Regions from separate parts of the Mus musculus genome. Here region 1 is linked to region 2. A link is a contact called in public HiChIP or PLAC-seq data. All regions are on one chromosome and are shown on one strand. Each heading gives the region's core, a stretch centred on a gene start, on an enhancer-like site or on the middle of the called end of the contact. The rest is flanking DNA. Distances are from core to core; before and after follow the strand shown. Region 1 holds the start of Dcps (decapping enzyme, scavenger). Region 2 holds the start of Kcnj5 (potassium inwardly-rectifying channel, subfamily J, member 5).

The links. HiChIP or PLAC-seq counts read pairs in DNA pulled down with a chosen protein or histone mark.
Region 1: an H3K4me3 HiChIP or PLAC-seq map of embryonic stem cells shows a contact between it and region 2, with 21 times the contacts expected there. The contact joins the promoter of Dcps here to the promoter of Kcnj5 in region 2. A contact is called at or near these places in 1 of 39 promoter capture datasets (embryonic stem cells), 1 of 484 Hi-C or Micro-C datasets (B cells) and 1 of 115 datasets of contacts at active chromatin or transcription factors (embryonic stem cells).

The regions. Positions count from the first base shown.
Region 1 is chr9:35,172,775-35,179,259 of GRCm38.p6, reverse strand. It overlaps Dcps (decapping enzyme, scavenger), which reads left to right and starts at 3,273. Exons shown (of 6, transcript NM_027030.2): 1 at 3,273-3,489. The coding sequence starts at 3,292.
Region 2 is chr9:32,340,103-32,346,740 of GRCm38.p6, reverse strand. Kcnj5 (potassium inwardly-rectifying channel, subfamily J, member 5) reads left to right here and starts at 2,397. Exons shown (of 4, transcript NM_010605.5): 1 at 2,397-2,637; 2 at 4,217-4,519.

The DNA of each region.
Region 1 (6,485 bases), core at 2,024-4,523, 2.8 Mb before region 2:
CTTCAACTTTCTGTCTAGTGGAGACACACAGAGGTTCTTAGGCCCTGGTATGTAATCAATGGTCTGTGAGCAATAATGTGGGATAACTTCTTTCTTATTCCCCCTTCTTGGATGGCACAGCTTGCTTTTCCCTTTGGCTTGAGTATATATAAATAAAATCTGGTATTGACTGGATATTAGTAAAAACAATTTAAAAGAAATGGGTGGCAGAGCTCATCTTTATAAGTTGAATTGATAATGTTTTATATCATGTACAAAATCATTTTTCTTACAAATAGTTTTTGTCCCCTTTGTAAAAGGACGTTTTATCATGATTTTTTCACACCTGCACACACACAGTGAATAAATAAATGAATGAATACTCCAATATTCTAGTGTATGTCTTTCCTCCTGTTGGGTTTAGTTTGAAGCTAGCCTGTCTCAAAGAGCCAAAACACAAACACCAACTCCCCAGATTTATAATTGTTTCAGATTTAGAATTGTCTCTGAAATAATGTAAGAAATAGTAGGTTTATTTCTGAGTATACCATTCATTCTATGCTTGTTTAGGAGAAGCAATCTAAGAAAAGCTAAATTCACTAAAGGACACTGTTACTGCTTGCTGCTCAAACAGCAGGATACAATAGGAGCCCCAAATCAGCACTTTAAAAGCCCCTTTATCTATGGTATCTACTCCAGCTGGCTGATGGTAGCATGTAAGATCACAGTGCATAAAGACCGTGCAAGGACCAGGGGTGCCAAGACAGGACTCCACCTAGGCAAGACTGGTGAAGTTTGATGAGCACTTGACTTGGTTTCTGTCTCCAGAAGTTGGAAGCCTACTCAAGGACTTGGGGTGTACTTCTGTGGCAGAGCACATGCTTCACTGCAAGGTTCAATGCCCACTGAACACGTGTGCACACACATCTAACACGAAATCCCTCACCAAGGATTCTGGCAAAGTAGATGTGGAATGAAAGAAGTCGATATAACTAATCACTCTTCTTGAATTCATACAAAACTATCATTCGAAGTTTAATAAGGATAAAATTATTTTAAAGTAGGTTGGAGCTGGGTATAGAATTCAGGAGCAGAGGCTGGAAGATCTCTGAGTTCAAGGCCAGCCTAATACACATATCGAATTCCAGCCCAGGGTAGGTCAGGGCTACTAGTGAGACCTCGTCGACAGAAAGAGAAAGTGAGCAAGCAGGCAAGCAAGCAAGCAAGCAAGCAAGCAAGCAAGCAAGCTGGATCTATTACTAAAGTGCTAACTTTAGTTTTTGACATTACATACCTACAATTTGGAACTTACAGTTTCCTTCCTCATTTGGCTACAAATATCCAACCTAATGTTTCATGAAACAAGGCCTTATGTGTAGCTCTAGCAGGAACTCCGAAATCTGTCTGTCTCTGCCTGTAGAGTGCTGGGATTAAACACATTTTGTCTCGCGCAGCCTTTCTCTTTCATTTTTCTGAGTTGGAAAAACGCTCAGAAATGTTCATAAGAACAGAGTAGGTTTTGTCACTGCCATTGGCTTTGGGGACATCTCTTTCTGGTCTTGTATATAATTGATAACCTCAGGCTTGTTGACAAATGACAACTTGCAAATAATTATACCAACTTCCAGCTACCCCAATACGTTCCTGTACTTAACAGTCATACTCAACTCATGTTCCTATCCAAAACGCAGTCTATTATTAAAACATGGTGTACTTAGTTACTAACTAAAACATGGACAGAAAGTTGCATCTTGTTCATATTAAGAACTGAAAAAAAATTGTGCCATATCCATTACATTCGTCTGAAAAATTAAAGCTCATTGCCACTTACAAGAATAATGTTTGTTAGACTAGTTCTTGTGTGAGACCCTGATTTAGAGCATTTCTCCCTGGAAGGTAAAGCCCCTGGATATTCCCTAAGCTTGTTTTCCCTGATCTTTAAAAATCCAGCTAGAAAGAAGCTCTTTGTTCTCTATAGCCAGAAAAAAGCCTTTTTGTTTCTATACTGTACAACCGGAGATGCCTGCCTTCCTGTGCTGAGGACACGGAGATAAAAATTCAGAAAGAACTCACTCCCCACTCCTGCCTTGTAAATTTCACCAAGGACACCGGGAAGAGAAGAACTCTTCCCAACTCCTCCCAACTCTCCTCCCAATTCCTCCCAACTCCTCAGCTACCTGTTAAAAGCCCCCTACTGTCACTGCTCAGGGTCGAACTCCCCTGCCCTGCAGGGCAGGCAGCAGGCGGAGGGACTTTGTCCTCAGCTAGCTGATAATAAAACCTCTTGCAGTTTGCATCAGGTGTGGTTTTCTCTCGAGATGTTGGGGTGTTGGCCAGCTCATCCCGGGACTTGAGCGGAGGCCCAGCATTGGGGTTCTTACACTTGACAATATTTGGAGTTGCCAACTGAAAGGGAGTGGGAAAAGGGCTAGCCTGTACGAATGGCCACACCAGTCACCTACAAAATCTAAAAACGCTGAGTTTTATTACTATTCCTTTACAATAAAAGAATACAAACTACTTCTCTGGGTAATAGGGAAGAACTACAGGCAAAGTGGATTTAGGAAGTTATGGAAAGACATGTATAATCCGTCTTGTCAGCTTACTTTTTCTTATCTACAAACAAATAAAAAACCCAAAAGGCTAAGTCTACACATAAAGGGAAAACAATTGATGTAAAATAACGAAAGTAGGAGAAAATGAACAATAGTTTACGTACTCACTTTTTAAAAACAACAACCAAGCCCCGAAGGTAGTGGCGTACGCCTTTAATCTCTACACTGGAGTCAGAGGCAAGTGGATCCAGCCTAGTCCATACAGATACCCTGTCTCAAAACAACAAAAACCAAGAAACAAAATGCCTTGTCGATTTATTTAAAACAAAATAAAACATTCCTTGCACGCCCACTCGTGAGTTGGGACCTTAATGTAAAACGTCATTATTTAACACTCTGTATCCATCATCATACAGCACCCAAAAGTGTTTTCGGTTTCCCATCCCAGGAGCTGGGCTAAGGTGGGCCTCTTTATTGTCACACACCTCTACTCCACCTCGTTAGGACCTCGCTGGTTTCCTTTCCCTTCCTCATCGCCTTCTAGGCAAAAGTCATTGGAAGGCCCTCACCCAAACAGGTGCAAAAACTGCAGAAGCGGACTACAACTCGAAGCATGCCGGGAAATGGAGTAGCGGACGTGCCTGCGCGGAGCATGCCGGGAGTTGAAGTCCAGTCCCTCACAGACTGTGAGGAAGGACCGCAAGGGGCGTGGGCGGAGGCTTCTTCGTGCAGGCGGGTACGGTTCTTCCCAGGCAGCATGGCGGATACAGCGCCTCAACTCAAGAGAAAGCGCGAACAGGAGGCAGAGGAGGCAGAAACCCCCAGCACAGAGGAGAAGGAAGCAGGCGTTGGCAATGGCACCTCTGCCCCTGTCCGCTTACCGTTCTCCGGCTTTAGAGTACAAAAAGTGCTCAGGGAGTCTGCGCGGGACAAAATTATTTTCCTGCATGGGAAGGTACCATTAAATAACCCGGGGGACGCGGGAAGGAGGGAACCAGTCTTCGTGTCAGAAGCGGATTTGTTTCCATTCTGGGAACTACCAGTCACGTTATTCGGGGAAGGTGGAGTGTGCCACTACCATGATACCTGTAGCGACAAGATTGCTGTGTAATTAAAGGAATGCGCACATCTAGGTCTAATTGCCCCAATTTCTCCTTCCCTAGAAATAGATGCCAGTTTTAAAATCACGTGTTAAACTCCCCAAGCCATTCATCATCGTTTATTTTACGTATGAAGACGCCAGGAACTCAGCAAGTGTTTGTTCTGCATCTTGTCTCTGGAAATGACGAGATAACTATTGAGATGTGGTCCCTGCTTTATGTGACTTCAGCCTAAGTTGTTAACCCTTTCCACATGCTGTGTGCTCTCATGTATGAGGGGGATCCAGGCGTGTGCATGGCATGTGGAGACCACTGTCCCTGTTCTGGGTCTCCTGGACTGCAAACTACTAAGGAGTTAGCTGGTTCTGCATACATTGTGCTTAGCTGTCTAGCAGGAACGGAGGAGAGTTGGAGACCATCACAAACTACTGAGGCAACTAGTCAAGGCAGATACGGAGGTTTCTCTAGAATGGGCTGCTTGAAACTTCCACGTGTGACTTCATTCTGCTGAGAAAGTTTTATACAACCCTGGGTATATAGGCATATATAATATATAACACACACACACATATATATATATATCTTTGGTATACTTACATATTTTCATTAAAGATGTAAACAAATTTGCATGCTTACAAATGACATGGATGTGCCTGCTTATAAAGAATGAGCTCTTGGCTGACCAATGCAGCAGGATATAGAGCATTTTGAGCCTTTTTCAGAGTTGATCAATATTTTCATTTGATAATAGTGCTGAGAATGCTACTTTGTATTAATATGTAGTACAGAGTGGCAGAATTGCGACTACTATGGTTAGCTGTTTGTCTCCTTTTGAGCTTGACAAGTACCATTTCAGAAACTGTTGGAGATACAGTCCTAATCCCAAGCCATATTCATTTAACAACTTTTAAAAATGAAACTCAGCAACTCAAACAGCACTTTATTTTTTACTACAGCGGGGGCGGGGCGGGGGGGGAGCACACCATGGCATACATGTGAAGGTCCGGGAACAACTTTGTGGAGAGGGTTCTCTCCTTCTTCCTGTACATGGGTTCTGGGGACTCAAACAGAGGTTGTCAGGCTTGTGTGCCCAGCATCTTCACTTGCTGATCCGTGCCAGCAGGCCTTGAGCAGCACTTCAAACCAAAACCAAACGTTTTAGCACAATACAACTCAAAGGTCTAGTGATTGAATCCTTACGTGCTGAAGAATAATGATGGGGAAATACTATGCTTTTGTTTTCCGTAGTTAAGCCATTTAAGAGCAAAACCACTTTGTATGTTCCCAGAAGGAACTTCAGTTCACAAGGCGTGGTAATCTTGGATCTGAGGCAAGGTGTTTCAGGCAGGGTTTGTTGGTGCTACCTGGCTTAACGGTATGCACAGTACAAAGTGTGTATATGATAGGTGATTAGATCCGAGACCATGGTAAATCTGCACTGCAGCACAGGTGAGCACCACCAGAAACACCTCCAACTTATTGTGTATTTCATTGTGAATTAATTTCTAGTCCTTGTGTGCTTGGAAATCATATTTACTTATGTGATTTATAACATATATATATATATTCATATATATACATATATATGTATATATATACACACACACATATATACACATAATCCTAAATACAAAAATACAACTTGCTTGTCCAAATAAAGTTACTTGTGTGTGTGTATGTATGTGTACATACATATATACATACAGTTACTTGGTATTAGATAACTGATTTGGGGATCCTTCCATGGGGAAGACTGTGTTGCCTGCTGTCAGCATTCATTAGTTGCTGTACTTTTTAGTCTAGGGTTGATCCCCCATTAGAGCCCCCCCCTTTCATGTCTATTGATGCCTTGTTCAAGTCTTGTTTAGGCAGCCATGTTGATGAGACATCATGGGTGTAGCTTCCTTGACATTCCTAGAGACACAGTCTCACAGAAAACTTTCTGTTCTTCAGGCTCTTAAAATCTTTCCATCCTCTTTTTCACGATGACCCTTGAGCCTTAGATGTAGGAGTTGTGTCCTATCAGTTGGGTCTGGATACCACAGTCACTTGCCTTTTGTATTTTGATCTGTTGTGGTTTTCTGTAATGTTCTCTGCCTGTGAAACCCACATGGTTTTAAGAAGTTCCTGGGGCAAGGAGATGACTCAGTCAGTGAAGTGTCTGAAGCACAAGTGTGGAGACCTGAGTTTGGATTCCCAGAACCTATATACAAATCTGGGTATGATAGTGTCCTGCTGTGACCCTAGTGGATGTGGGGTGGGCTGGTGGTAAGGGAAGTAGGCAGATACCTGGAGCTCATAGACTAGGTGAATTGATGAGCTCCAAGTTCAGTGACAGATACTATCTCAAATATTATATGTTTGCTAGAGAGCAATTGAGGAAAACACCCTAGCCCTGGCTGTCCTGGAACTCACTCTAGACCAGGTTGGCCTCCAACTCCACCTGTCTCTGCCTCTGCCTCTGCCTCTGCCTCCCAAGTGCTGGGACTAAAGGCGTGCACCAACACTGCCTGTCTAACACCCAGTGTCTTAGTTTGGGTTTTACTGCTGTGAACAGACAACATGACCAAAGCAAGTCTTATAAAGAACAACATTAATTGGGTCTGGCTTACAGGTTCATAGGTTCAGTCTATTATCAAGGCAGAAGCATAGCAGTGTCTAGGTAGGTATGGTGCGGAGCTGAGAGTTCTACATTTTCTTCCAAAGGCAAACAGGAGAACACTGGCTTCCAAGAAGCTAGGATGAAGGTCTTAAAGCCCACCCCCACAGTGACACACCTACTCCAACAAGGTCACACCTCCAAATAGTGCCACTCCCTGGGCCAAACATATTTAAAACACCACATACAACC
Region 2 (6,638 bases), core at 1,148-3,647:
GCCCTCATTAATTTCCAGACAATGAAAGACACACTTAGCACCTTTCAGGCTCTCTAAGTAGTTCTAAGTAGTTCTAAGCCATCCAGCAGTCTTGTCATTTATCCTTAGATGCCATTTGTGCTCTCTCGCAGACTTGGGCTGGAAACTCCCAGACCACCCTACATTTCTGAACAACAGTGGAGACTAAAAATCCCACCCACTACCTCTCATTATCCAGGCCTAGGCTAAAAACTGGACGTCGATTGTTCTGCCTCTGGTTCAAGGTCCCAACCCTTGAGAGAATGCTGTCGAAGCAGAACCTTCCTGCTCTACTTTGTTCCACCACGAGGCAGACAGAGCACCATGCTCTCTGTAGCAATCCAAAGGCCACTGCTGCTACACGGTGGAACACGAAGCCAAGACTCAGCAAAAAGCTTCATGTTGGGCATAGCTGGCTCTCAGAGCAACACAGCCCAGCTACTCCTGACAACCAGGAAACCAAAGAATTAAAGACCCCCTACTGAGCGTTAAACCAACACCTAATGGCTGTGCTGGCTAGTTTCATGGCAACTTTACACAAGCTAATTAATGTCTTCAGAAAGGAGGAGACCTCAACTTTGAGAATGACTCCCTAAGCTCTGGCCGTAGGGCATCTTCTTAGTTAGTGACTGATGGCAGAGGGCCCAACCCACTGTGGGTAGTCCCACCCCTGGATTCTATATTAAGTCAGACTGAGCAAGCCATGATGAGCAAGCCGGTAAGCACCACCTTTCATGTCCTCTGCATCAGCTTCTGAGTCCAGGTTCTGGTCATGTTGAGCTCCTGTCCTGACTTCCTTCAGTGATGGACTGTGAATGTGGAGGCAGAAGCCGAATAAACCCTCTCCTTTGGGTGCTGAACCCCAAAAACTGTGTAACAGACAGAGAGATGTTAAGGTTGGGACTAGTGAAGGCACCAGCAGACAGCCACGTGCTGGCTCTCCCAGACAGCAGCCCTCCCTGTGCAGTGAGTGACATTCCTGTCTTTCCTACGGTTCATTGAAGAATAGAGTCCTCTATGCTCAAAGCCAAGAACAGTCCACAAAAGAGGGAGAGTGGGGTTTGTGCCTGCAATGAGAAAGACCTAGGCTGGGGTAGAGACTAACAGTGGATTCCCAGAAGGAAGGATATTCAGACCCCCAGAGCAGCAGCCAATGTGGTCTGTACATGGAGGCTGTCACACAGAAAATGAAATACATTCAAGAGATCTATGCAGAGAAGTAGAAACAGAATAATGTACAACGGACTGGAAGGTGGGTGGAACCTTGAGGAAACACGGGGGTTCGGGGGCCGGGGGCCTTTTAATGCCATCATTGAAAAGCTTTTTCCTTCAACACATGTACATAGGACGTTGCAACAGAAATGACATTATAGTTTTAATATTTTACAAGAAGAACTTTTGGGAACAGAGAAGAAAGTAGAGAGTGGGAGGAAAGGCCAGCCCCCTTACCTGAAGATGGTTCAGGTCTCACTTGCCTTTCAAGGGAAGGCCATATCCATTTCAATGAATAGCCATTCCCACTCACCTATAGACTACCCTAAGCAGAATGCTCCAACAAAAGACCCACTTCCCTTCTCCCTTCTCTAGACTTTCCCCTTCAGTTATAATCAGGTCCCAGTCTCAAGAGCCAGACCCAGTAACAGCTTAAGGTCCCCCCCTAGACTGTGACTCCGGACTTCCAGGGGAATGTCCCCCACCTGCTGCATCTGGCTTCTTGATAGGCAGGGAAGTTCGGACAACAGCCCCCTCAAAGTGCCCAGAATGACTGAGCAGGTGTTCCCCCCTCCCCTTGCAAGGCTCTGAGCCTGAATTTTCTGCCCTAAGAGTTTCTTCTGTCTGCTCCTCCGCACCCTCTAAACACAGGCACGCGGGCGCTCACACACGTGCGGGGGCGCTTACACACGCGGGCGATCACACACACACATGTACACGTGAGCTTTCCCACATATTCACGGGAAGCTCTCACACACATCTGGTGGCGCAGGTCTCTGACCCTCGCTTAAGCGTGGCCAGAAGCACAGGAGCATCAACAAGGAGGTCTTGGAGGGAGGTGGCGAAGGGGGAGTAGTGGGCAGGAGAGTAGGGAGGAGGCTGCCCGCTCTCTCTGGCCCTGCGTCCGGCACCGGACTCCTTCCAAGTGACTGTGACCCCCGATACCAACAGCCCCCACCCATCTCCACCATATACCCCATTGTGCAAGCATTTCTCCCATTGCTGCCTTTCTTTGTGGTTCTCCTTTGCCTGTGGCCCTTTAAATCGCGTTCTATCCAGAGATTCAATTGTAGGGGGACAGAGGGAGGAGAACCCGGGAGGGGGGGCGGGGGGACGGGAGGAGATGGGGAGGGAGAAGAGAGGAGGGCGGAGAGGAGAGGGACAGCAGAGAGCCTCCCGCTGTTCTCTCTAGATAGAAGGGCGAGGCAGACCGGTGAAGGGGCGGGAGGTTTAGACGCCTCTGCTAGCTGGACCTGCGACACCAGAGTGGCTCGGGGCGTCTGCCCGTCCGTAGGCAATGCCTGAGGCTAGGGAATCCCCTGGAGAGCCCTGAGAGCCACCTGCACCGCCTTGGAAGGATCTCCAGAAGTTAGCCCCAAGGGTTCGGAGAAGCTCTCTGCGCTACAAGTAAGTTGTCTCCTTTCTCTCGCGTCCCTCCCCCAGCCCAGCGACTCCCCAAACCGGACCCTCACTAGGTGTCCTGTGGTTCTAAAAGAAGGCTTTCCCCTACCGGAGCCTGTCGGGTTGAGACAGGATGGGAACAAGATCCGGTGGTCCAAAGTTCAACAAACTGAAGCTGGCCTTAGCTGCCGGCCTCCCCAAGATGAGGAGTCCAGCCTCCCCAGGACCATAAACGCCCTGCTCCCAGAACCAGACCAGGATACCTGCGGGACTGAAACCTTCCATCTTTGGCTTGCTTGGCCAGGCCTTGGGAGGAGATAGAGAGAACCTTGCTCCCAGAAACAGCTTCAGGTGGGGGCAGAGATGGTCGGGTAGGGCGACCCCCTGGACTGTAGACTCTCTGCCCCAGCTGCTTTCTAATCTAACTGCTTTGCGGTACCAGTCTTCTCAGAATTGGTCACTACCTGTATGCTTTCCTTCTTTTGAAAACATTTCTGCAATTGTTCAAAAGAAGGGTTAAAGATAAAAGGTGGAGGAAGACAAGCTATAGCATTTTCCTGATGGTGGCTCTCCTTGGAGATCTGCTCTGTAGCACCTGATTCTGCCAGGGCCTCCTTTAAACGCAAGGGCAGGCCACTAGGAGGGGGGTTTCTAGCCTGGGACTGTGGAGCAGTGTTCAGTGTTGGCTTCTCGAAATTTCATGGGCTATTCCCAAAAGGCAGTGGAGACTCTAGCCTGCCCAGCATCCATACCAAGATCCCGGGGCGCTATCGAGGGGAACCTTTCAAACACCAGGCAAACAGTGGGAATGCAAATGCTCACTGTGACTCTTCTCAGTTAAACGGAGACTAGCAAGCCTGTCCCACAGCACAGAAATGGCAGCTCTGAGAGGGTGAGTAACTGAGATTACAACGGGAGAGTCTCCACAGTATCTGACTCCAAAGTGTAGCTATTCTTTCTCCTAAGCAAGCTGCCTGGGCCACCGAGCATGGGAATCCCTGCGGAGAAGCAGGGGACAGCAGCTAATATTTACAGAACCGGGGTGTTGAGCTGGAACGGGGTCCTGGGAGTTAACCTGTGGGGCAGAACTACGTTTTCTTGCTTTCTAGAGGGAACTAAAGTACACGGATGTCTGAGCTCTAAAGGGAGGTTCTAATCTTCACAGTCCTTGCCAGCCCCTGGCTTCAAATCCAGAGCTTATTACCAAACACTAACCCTGTAAGGTATACCACCTTCCTGGGATCCATGCCTTTGCTTAGCAATAGTCTCTCTCCACCTCCTTTGTTATTTGAGACACAGGTTATCACTATTCAGACCTGGCTAGCCTAGAACTCACTATGTAGACCAGATTGACTTCATAGACACCTGCCCACCTCTGGAGTGCTGGGATTAGAGGCATGAGCCACCATGTCTGTTTTACATGCATGCAGTCTTGAGTTCCAACCCAGGGTTTCCCAGGCTCTGGCAGGTGAGCTGAGCTGTGGGATTTATAAAAGGATTAAATTGGGCTGTGCCATCAAAGGCTTAGCTAGACTCCTTGGGATCAGAGACTTTTGAGTAAGTCCCCGATATACTTATCTTACAGGGGAAGGCTCAGCTTCCAGTGGGAGCCCTAGGGAACAGGGTGTACTTGGGAGCATGGCAGCATCAGATCACCACTGAAAGAGGTGCCATCCCAGAGATAACTTCATCCTCCAACAGCACCCAGCCATCTTCCCCACGCTGACCACCTAGCTGCCCAACAGCAAAAGCACCCACCACTCTGCCACCGCCTCTCCAAGATGGCTACCTACTGCTGGCCGGGCACTCTGAAACAGCACTTCTTGCTTAAGAGCACATCTGCTTTAAGCATAAAATGAGTGTGTTCTATGCTCCATCTAGCAAGCAGGTCAGTTGTGGGAGGGGAGAAGGCAGGAGGGAGGGCGGGAGATGGATGGAGTTGGTCATCCCTTCTGCCCAGAGCTGTCCCAAAGCAGAGATTTCTACTCTGTATAAGTCAGATCTCAGAAGGATTCCCCAGTGTATATTCCCCCGAGGCTGCTTTCTGTATCCTGACATTCAGAACACTCTTTTCATGGGTCCCATGGATATAATAAGGTATCCTTGTGACTGTATCCTGTTGGCCTTGCTCTTTATGGTACATGATGAACAGGCTGCAAGGTTCCTCTGTAAGGGACCTTACAAGTGTATGACTGGGTTTCTGATCCATGAATTCAATTCAGGAGCCTTCTAAGGCTACTGTGGTCATCTGCATAGCAGTGGGCTTGGTCTCCGGTTCCCACTCCCTCCTTAGATTCTGGGACTCTGAATACCTTCTGGGACCAAGCCACCAGAGGGTATGCTGGAAGTTCAAATGCCTGAAAACTTCATCCACTTCTGAACACTATTTAAAATCAGCTCAGCATCCAGTTGATCACCTAGCACGCACCAAGAATACATTATTGTTGGAGCCTTTCGAATGTAGTCATCTGGGCAGGGTTGTTTTCCATTTAAGAGAACATTAGCTAAAGCTTGCCTGTATTTTCCAAGCAAATACTGACCAGAATTTTAGACTGCGGGTGGAGGACAATGGGGCAAAATTGAGTCGGGGGGCAGGGATCCATGAGTGGCGCAGTGTAGCCATTTTAGATTAAGCTTTCCACTATGTGTTAACTGGTCACTGAGAGGCAGTGTTTCTGAGGGGACCCATCAGCAGCTGACTACTAAGACACTTCTCAGCCATGGAGAAATTTTCCCATCTCTTTGTCTTCCTTTTCTTCCCCTCTAGAGACAGGAGAATGAGAGTTCAGATACAAAGAATTACTGGGAGAAATGTGAATAAATTTGCCTGAATGTATTTTTTTTCCAAAGCAATTTAGGAAGTGGGTTTCTTTTAGATTATTTTAAAAGCCGACAGAGGAAAGGCAATGGGAGGGACTGGGTAGCTGTCCTGGGTATCTGGTCCCGCCTACCTTGACTTTCTGATAAGGAGGCTATTCTTGTCAACAGAGCCCAGGGTGACATCAACCTTTGCCAAGAGCTGTGTTAAAGCTAAATGTCACATAGGACCCTGGGGGTCCTGGCTAGAGGTTAAATCTTAAGTTCTTCTGTCAGTCCAGACCAGAGCAGGCTGGGGGCAAAGGTCAGGGATAATCAGACCAATCAGCAGGTAGCAACTGATCTTCCTGGTCTCCAAGGACAAGTGCGTAGGCTGAGCAGAGTCTGGGAGAGATGATAAAGCAGACGGAGCAGGGCAGGGATTGGCAGGTAGCTCCTCTCCTCGTGGCCCTGACATAGCTGTTTAGGCTGGGAATTACTGCCTGTCTCTCAGCTTCTTTCCCATCCCAGACTCCCAATCTTACAACTAGGGAGACTTTAGTGAGAAAGGGGCAAAGCAAGAACCAAGAGGACTCAGATGCCATTTGGAGCTGAGGCTGTGTTCTAAGAGTCTATCCCTCAGCCATCTTGACACTGGCTCTGGCCACTAAGAATTCAATACTTCAGCTTTGTGGGCAGTGGATCAGAAAAGTGACCCACATATGGTACTACCTCTGCCCTAAGAAGGTGGTTGTCTCTAATGCAAGAGAAGCCATGGATGTCCAGGTCCCTAGGGCCCTTTACAAAGAAAAGCTGTCATGAGAGCCAGCTAACTTTCATAGAGCACAGAAATCTCAATGAACAGCAGCCTTCCTCACCCTCATCAGGTAGGCTTGCTTGTTTTGTAAACCCATCTTTATCACGTGAACCATAAAAAGTCACTCACGTCCCTTCAGACTGCACGTGAAGCCCATGCCTTATGCAAGCGCTTGAGATAGAAGACCAAATTGTACACCTTGCCTCCTCTACCCCGAGAGGGGTTGTTACTTACAGTCCAGTTGGCAGGTGACAAAAGAGACACAGGAAGAGAGTGGCCAGCAGGGCAGCCTCAAGGAAAGCATGCAGGGAAGGCTTCTATAGGGCCTGGTAAAAATAGATCTGCTAGTGGCCAGAAGCCGTGGCTTACAGAGGAATGAGCAGCAGTAGACACA